2 separate regions of the Mus musculus genome follow, and region 2 is linked to region 1. The links are chromatin contacts, called in public HiChIP or PLAC-seq maps. All regions are on one chromosome and are shown on one strand. The core of a region is the stretch at or near the end of the contact, and the rest is flanking DNA. Distances in the headings are between cores, read along the strand shown.

Evidence for each region. HiChIP or PLAC-seq counts read pairs in DNA pulled down with a chosen protein or histone mark.
Region 2: a contact with region 1 is called in an H3K4me3 HiChIP or PLAC-seq map of embryonic basal ganglia, with 2.6 times the contacts expected there. The contact joins the enhancer-like site here to the promoter of Casz1 in region 1. A contact is called at or near these places in 11 of 39 promoter capture datasets (the 3T3-L1 cell line, HPC-7-derived erythroid cells, cranial neural crest and 8 more), 1 of 484 Hi-C or Micro-C datasets (nephron progenitors), 13 of 115 datasets of contacts at active chromatin or transcription factors (VIP interneurons, craniofacial prominence, differentiating embryonic stem cells and 9 more) and 5 of 9 other capture datasets (adipose tissue, embryonic stem cells, embryonic tail and 2 more).

What each region holds. Positions count from the first base shown.
Region 1 is chr4:148,802,971-148,805,670 of GRCm38.p6, forward strand. It overlaps Casz1 (castor zinc finger 1), which reads left to right and starts at 1,422. Exons shown (of 21, transcript NM_001159344.1): 1 at 1,422-1,544.
Region 2 is chr4:148,983,911-148,986,610 of GRCm38.p6, forward strand. Pex14 (peroxisomal biogenesis factor 14) reads right to left here. Exons shown (of 9, transcript NM_019781.3): 4 at 127-255. Among named protein-coding and RNA genes, the nearest start is that of Gm17029, 25 kb to the left of the region's middle. RefSeq lists an enhancer at 824-2,700. Within about 2 kb of position 1,446, at least 22 of the 459 cell types and tissues checked have an H3K27ac peak or open chromatin away from gene starts, as enhancers often do. A contact at or near this core is called in VIP interneurons, embryonic basal ganglia and liver, where this site is marked.

The DNA of each region.
Region 1 (2,700 bases), core at 172-2,671:
CCAAACCCCCAAATCTGCTCTTCGTGGGCTGTCAAATCTGAGTAGTGAGGTCTGGATTTGTTGTTGTTGTTGTGTATGTTTTTGTTTTGCTCCAGTTTATTTTCCTACAAGTGTGACACAGCTGTCACTTACCATAGCATCTGAGGAGTGTGTGACACCTCACAGCACTGACCCAGAGGTTTTATTTAGGAACTCTACCACCTCAGGGCCAGAGAGCCTCAGACTCTGGTCATTTGCCTCTGGACCAATGAACTTTGAGCTCACAGCAGGGCAGGGAACACATCCCAGCAGGCGACTGTCCTAGCGCTGGCCAGGCAAGACAGTAGGGTCATGAAGCAGAGCAAAAGCTTTCCAGTAGGCCCCAGTCCCCAGCAGGGCTGGGCATTGTGGGCGGCATTTTCTCTGAGCAGAACTCACTGTGTAAAGTGCACCTCGAAGTTGGATTATGCTTTGCACTTTTGCTTATTTATGCAATTAATAATTTGCCTATTACAGCGGTCAGTTTCTAACTCATCTTGCCTGGGGGTCCTTCGCCTTTGATTTTTTTTTTTTTTTTTTTTTGGTCTCACTTCCTGAATTTCCATCCTGAATTCTGCAGTAGGAACAAAATGGGTATCATCGCTGAGTCTATGCTGGGGTGTGGTAGCCTGACTGGGAGAGGAAGGACCAGGTGTTAGGGCCAGAGGACCGGTGACCCGCGTAGACAGCTAAGAGGCCCTGCTAGGGTATTGCAAGGATGCAAAGTGTCCTTCAGGGGAGATGAAAACGGCTGTCACCTCCCATCTCCAGGCCAAGGGATCGTCTCCCCCAAGACACTCTGCTTTCTCCGTGGATCTTTCACTTTGCAGCATTCTCGTTTTAATGCACATGATTTGCCCTCCTCCCACGCATAGAGTAAGGTTGTTCTGCGTGGCCTGTCTTGCTCACTTAAGGATTTATTTCTTGCATAAGGGGCTGAATGAAAACTCCCCTTTGCAGAGAGTAAGAGCAAAGAAAATATCAAACAGGGAAGATTTCATTCGACTCTTCTAACAGTCTGGCTTGCAAAAAAGAGAGCCAATTTTCATTGAAAAAGTGGGAACCAAACTCGGGGTGTCAAAGGGTTCAGAATAGCTGGAAAGTAACGCACCCTTGTCCCTTTCTTCTGTCCCAGTCTCAACTCCATTCAGAGGGTGTAGAAACCTTCCGGAACCGCACAAGGGAGCAGCGCGCTCTGATTCTGCTTCGCTGGCCGATCTCGCCGCGCGCGCACGCGGAGCCCAGCCTTGGCGGTGGGTGGGAAGAATGCTAGAGGGGAAGGTCTGGGGGTGTGAGGGTGGAGCGGAGCCCAGCCCCGCGATCCGGCCCGGGTTTTGCATGCCACCCACTCGCCCGTTCGGCCGCGGAGAATTCCATAATCACAGCGGGCGAGAGCGGAGACTGGGAGCGAAAAATCCGGGATCCGGCAACTTCGGTCGCGCATGCGCGCCCGCGGCGCTCCATCCCAAACACACACACATTTTTCCCCGGACTTGGAAAGTCACCCAAAGCCGCCCCAAGTGCAGGTAAGAGACTCGGCGCTCCTTCCACCGCGGCCCCTTCAAGCCCTCCACCTCTGCGGGCCTATTGGGGCGCCTCCAGGTTTCACCCTTGTCCCGGTGCAGTTCACTACCCCCGGGGTTGCCGCTTGCAGCTGGGAGCGGGCGAACGAGCGAACGACCGAGCCAGCCAGCCTGCGAGCGGCGGCTGCCACCCAACTCCGGCTGTACGGGAGGTAGGGGGCACAGAGGGCTGGCACCCCGGCGCGGGGCGGCGCGGCGCCCGCAGTGACCAGGGGAATGCCCGGCGAGCCGCTCCAGTGGAGGGAGGGCTGCAGCTCCTGGGGGTCACTTACTCCAACTGAGGGGTCGGCGGGGTAGGGGAGAAGAGGGGGAGGTGCCAGGCACGAGTACAGGACTTTGCAACTAGGGTGGGGGCGCTTTCCGCGCAGTGGGCTGGGGGCGCAGGTGCTTGCCAATACTGGGTGATCGTTCCTTCTCCCACGCCCCCTCCTGCTGCAGGGGGGTCGTGAGCTGTCTGGAGGAGAGAAGGAGGCAGGGGTGAGGGGCTCCTGGGGTGACTTTGCAAGACTTTGCCCAAGGGAAGGGGTGGGTGGGGATCTCCTCTAGCCGGCTCTTGTGCCCCGACACCGGGGTGTATGTTCTGCCAGCAGAGGTAGGCAGTGTTCGCGTAGGCGCAGGGTGCCAAGGGGAGCTCCGGGTGGGAAAATGAAGGCAAGAGGGTTCTGGGATCTGGGGAGCGGCGCCCCCTTTTCTATCTGTGCCTGGGAAGTTTATCTCAAGTGCGCCGCTCCAAGCGCGGCAAGTGGCGCTTCTTACTCTTTCCCCCTACCCCCGAGTCCCCCCCCGGGCTCCGGCTCGCAACGCTGGGTACTGGCTCCGACCGCTCTGCTGTCGGCTGAAGCTCGCCCTGGATCTGGGGAAAAGTTCCGGGGGAGTTGTGGCGGCTACTGTGTGCGCGGAGAGAGAAGTTGCGCCCGGGGACTTGGGACGCTGGGTTGGCAGGCCCGATTGCGGGTGGAGCGGTGAGCTCCGGCGCCGGAGGTGGGGGCTCTCTCTAGGGATAGGAGAGGATTGGACGGGGTCTGTGACCCTAGGTGGGCTGAGGAGGACCTCGGGGGTTTAGCGTGTGGAGAGGACATGGGGCTGAAATCGGCTCCTG
Region 2 (2,700 bases), core at 196-2,695, 180 kb after region 1:
GCTTTTTGCATCAAATGGAAAACCCAAGTTCTCCCAATTTGCTGAGGTGGGAGCTTTGGAGCACTGCTCTTAGCCAGTGTCTTGACTCCCAGCTGGGGTAAGCAGGACTTGGAACAGGTGACTTACTGTATGGCTGCGGAGTGAGGTGAGGGGGCTGGACAGGAACCACTGGGGTAGCTGGGCCCAGGGGTGAAGGCTCGTCGGCAGCTGTGCCCGACTGCTGGAAAGCCAGGTCAATCTCTTCGTCTGTCAGTCCTAGAGAGAAGAGCAAAGGACACTCATGAGTATCTCTTGCCAGCGACCCACCCTCAGCAAAATCTTCCTCTGCAAGCAGGCCCTGACGGCCACAGAGCGCGCCTTGCATTTGAGTGTGCTGCCTCCTCGATTTCGGATTCTTGGGAACCTCTCTCTGTCGCAATTTAACCTTAAGCGACAGAATATTAGCCTCAACACTGCTTCCAAATGTGGCTCATTCAATTTCCTTAATTTATCCTTGAGTTTATTGCTGCTTTTGAAGTCGCTCCGTACTGCAATTCTCCATTCTTCCCCCGAAAACAGATACCATCAACTGCAAATGTGGCTCATTTTAATCTGTAATGGTGTTAAAAAAAGAGGGGAAAAAACTAACAATAATGCACGAAAACAGACAGGGAAACAAAAAACTAATTATTGGGTGAGACGACTAATTAGTCTAGATCGTTTCCGAAGACGGGAATAATTTGCTTTATTTTATGACAAATGCAGAAATAAAAAGAAAAATCAGGACTGACTGTGATTAGTATGAATGGGATATAGAATGTAAAGAAGAAAATAAAACAAGAAAACAGAGCAAAACGAGACCGGGCCCACGCTCTTGGATGACTATTGCTCCAGCCTATCCCAGGCTGCCTGGATCGCCTTTGGCTAGTTCCTCCCCCCACCCCCCACCCCCCTTTAATCCTCTGATGCTCTAAACTACACTGCACACAGGGCATCAGGAAATCGCAGGGCGCCATCTGCAGTGGTTATAGCATGTGGAAAGGATTTGCCAAGAAGGAAGGGAGAGCCAGTGAAAGTCCAGGCTCCTAACCTAGCAGGCTGGGAGCAGAGAGGTATTCAGAGGGCCTGAGGCCGACTGGGGGACCGATGGTAAAGGAGGAGGGCTCCATAGGACTAAAGTGTAGAGCCCAGGTTTGCAACAAGATTCCTACAGGGCCCACTCGGGAAGTAATGGTGTATACAAAGAGATCTACTGCCGAGGGTGAAAAGCAGGTGAGAGGTCACTGCTAGCATGCAGAAGACAACTCAAGCTGGTCCAGGCTGTTCCGGGAATCCCAATATCCAATAGAGCCACAACACAGAGCTTTTAAACCGGGGCCAAGAGCTTTTCCACATCTGGTCGGCAGCTCTCCATTAGAGGCCCACAGCACAGTATACTTGCCCCTGGGGGTGGATGAAGTACAAGGCGGTTCTGAGGATCAGCATCTTCAAAGTGTGGGGCCTCGCACTCTGTGCCTGGGGGCTAATACGTGGTATACATTAATGCTTTAGAGCACAGCTCGGCCCTGTACCATATTGGCCTGAGTCGATGCTAGCCATCCCTCAGACTTTTCATGCCCCACTGCAAACGGTCAAGGGAGTGCCTCAACTACGCAAAATGGCCCTTGACCTCTCTCCTTTCACGAGGCAGCAGCACTTCCTCTTCACACACAGGAGCCAGACAGAAGCAAGCAAGCAAGCCCTGCTGTGGGTCGTGGGCCATGGGTCGGCATTCACCCAGCCAGAGGGAAGGAGGTCAGGCGATAGAGCAGCAGAGCATCCCAGGCTGCGCAGGACAAGGGCATCCCCACTTCCTGCACAGCTTGCCACAAACAGGATGCATTTGTTGTTGTTTCTTCTCCCCAGAGCAGGAGTAGGCCAGACAGACAAGCCAGGTAAAAGTGAGGACACAGATCCCCGGAGCCTGTGCCTCTTGGGCTCGTTCGCCTGTCAGTCACTGCTGATGGCTCTTCCTAAATAGGAAGGGGCACCGCTCTCCTCTCCAAGCCGGGAAGGAGGACGGTGCTTTTCCCAGTCCACTGCAGAGGAGAGGAAGCAGCATCTGCGACATCAGCACAGGCTGCTGGTCACTGGCACACCACGGAATTCTCTAAACCTGGTGGATCATGTGCCTTGTCAGCTGCTGGCTGCAAATGAGGATAATTCTCCCAAAAGGAGCATTCAGTTGCATTCTCATTTCCCTTCTGGCTCTTTCAAATATAAACAAGTACGATAATGCTTAACGCTGGGGAAATATACAGCAAGTTACAGGCTGCGCCTCGGCCTCGAGAGCTGGCGCTGGTTAAAGGAACAGGACCTTCTGCCGGCTGTTCTGCCCTCTGGCCCCAAGCTTTTACCAAGACTATTCTCCTAATAAAAGCCAGCTTGCATTCCCTCAGCCGAGCCCACCAGTGAGGTGAGGGTTCCAATGCCATCGGCACTTCCTTCCGGGCTCTTGCTTCTCATTTGGTGCTATAACTCTACACTGGCTGGAATTCCAATATACCTAGTTCTCCAGAAAAGGCAGGGGCTTGATTTAGTTTCAATAAATGAGTCATTTTTCTTAAGAAGAATGGGGTGGGGGAGAACACATAATTTTCGAGTGCTACCCCTACCATTTCCCCTGAGGTGGGGGTGAAGGCCGTCTAGGTCTGACTTGTCTTGGAGAACAGAGGCAACCAG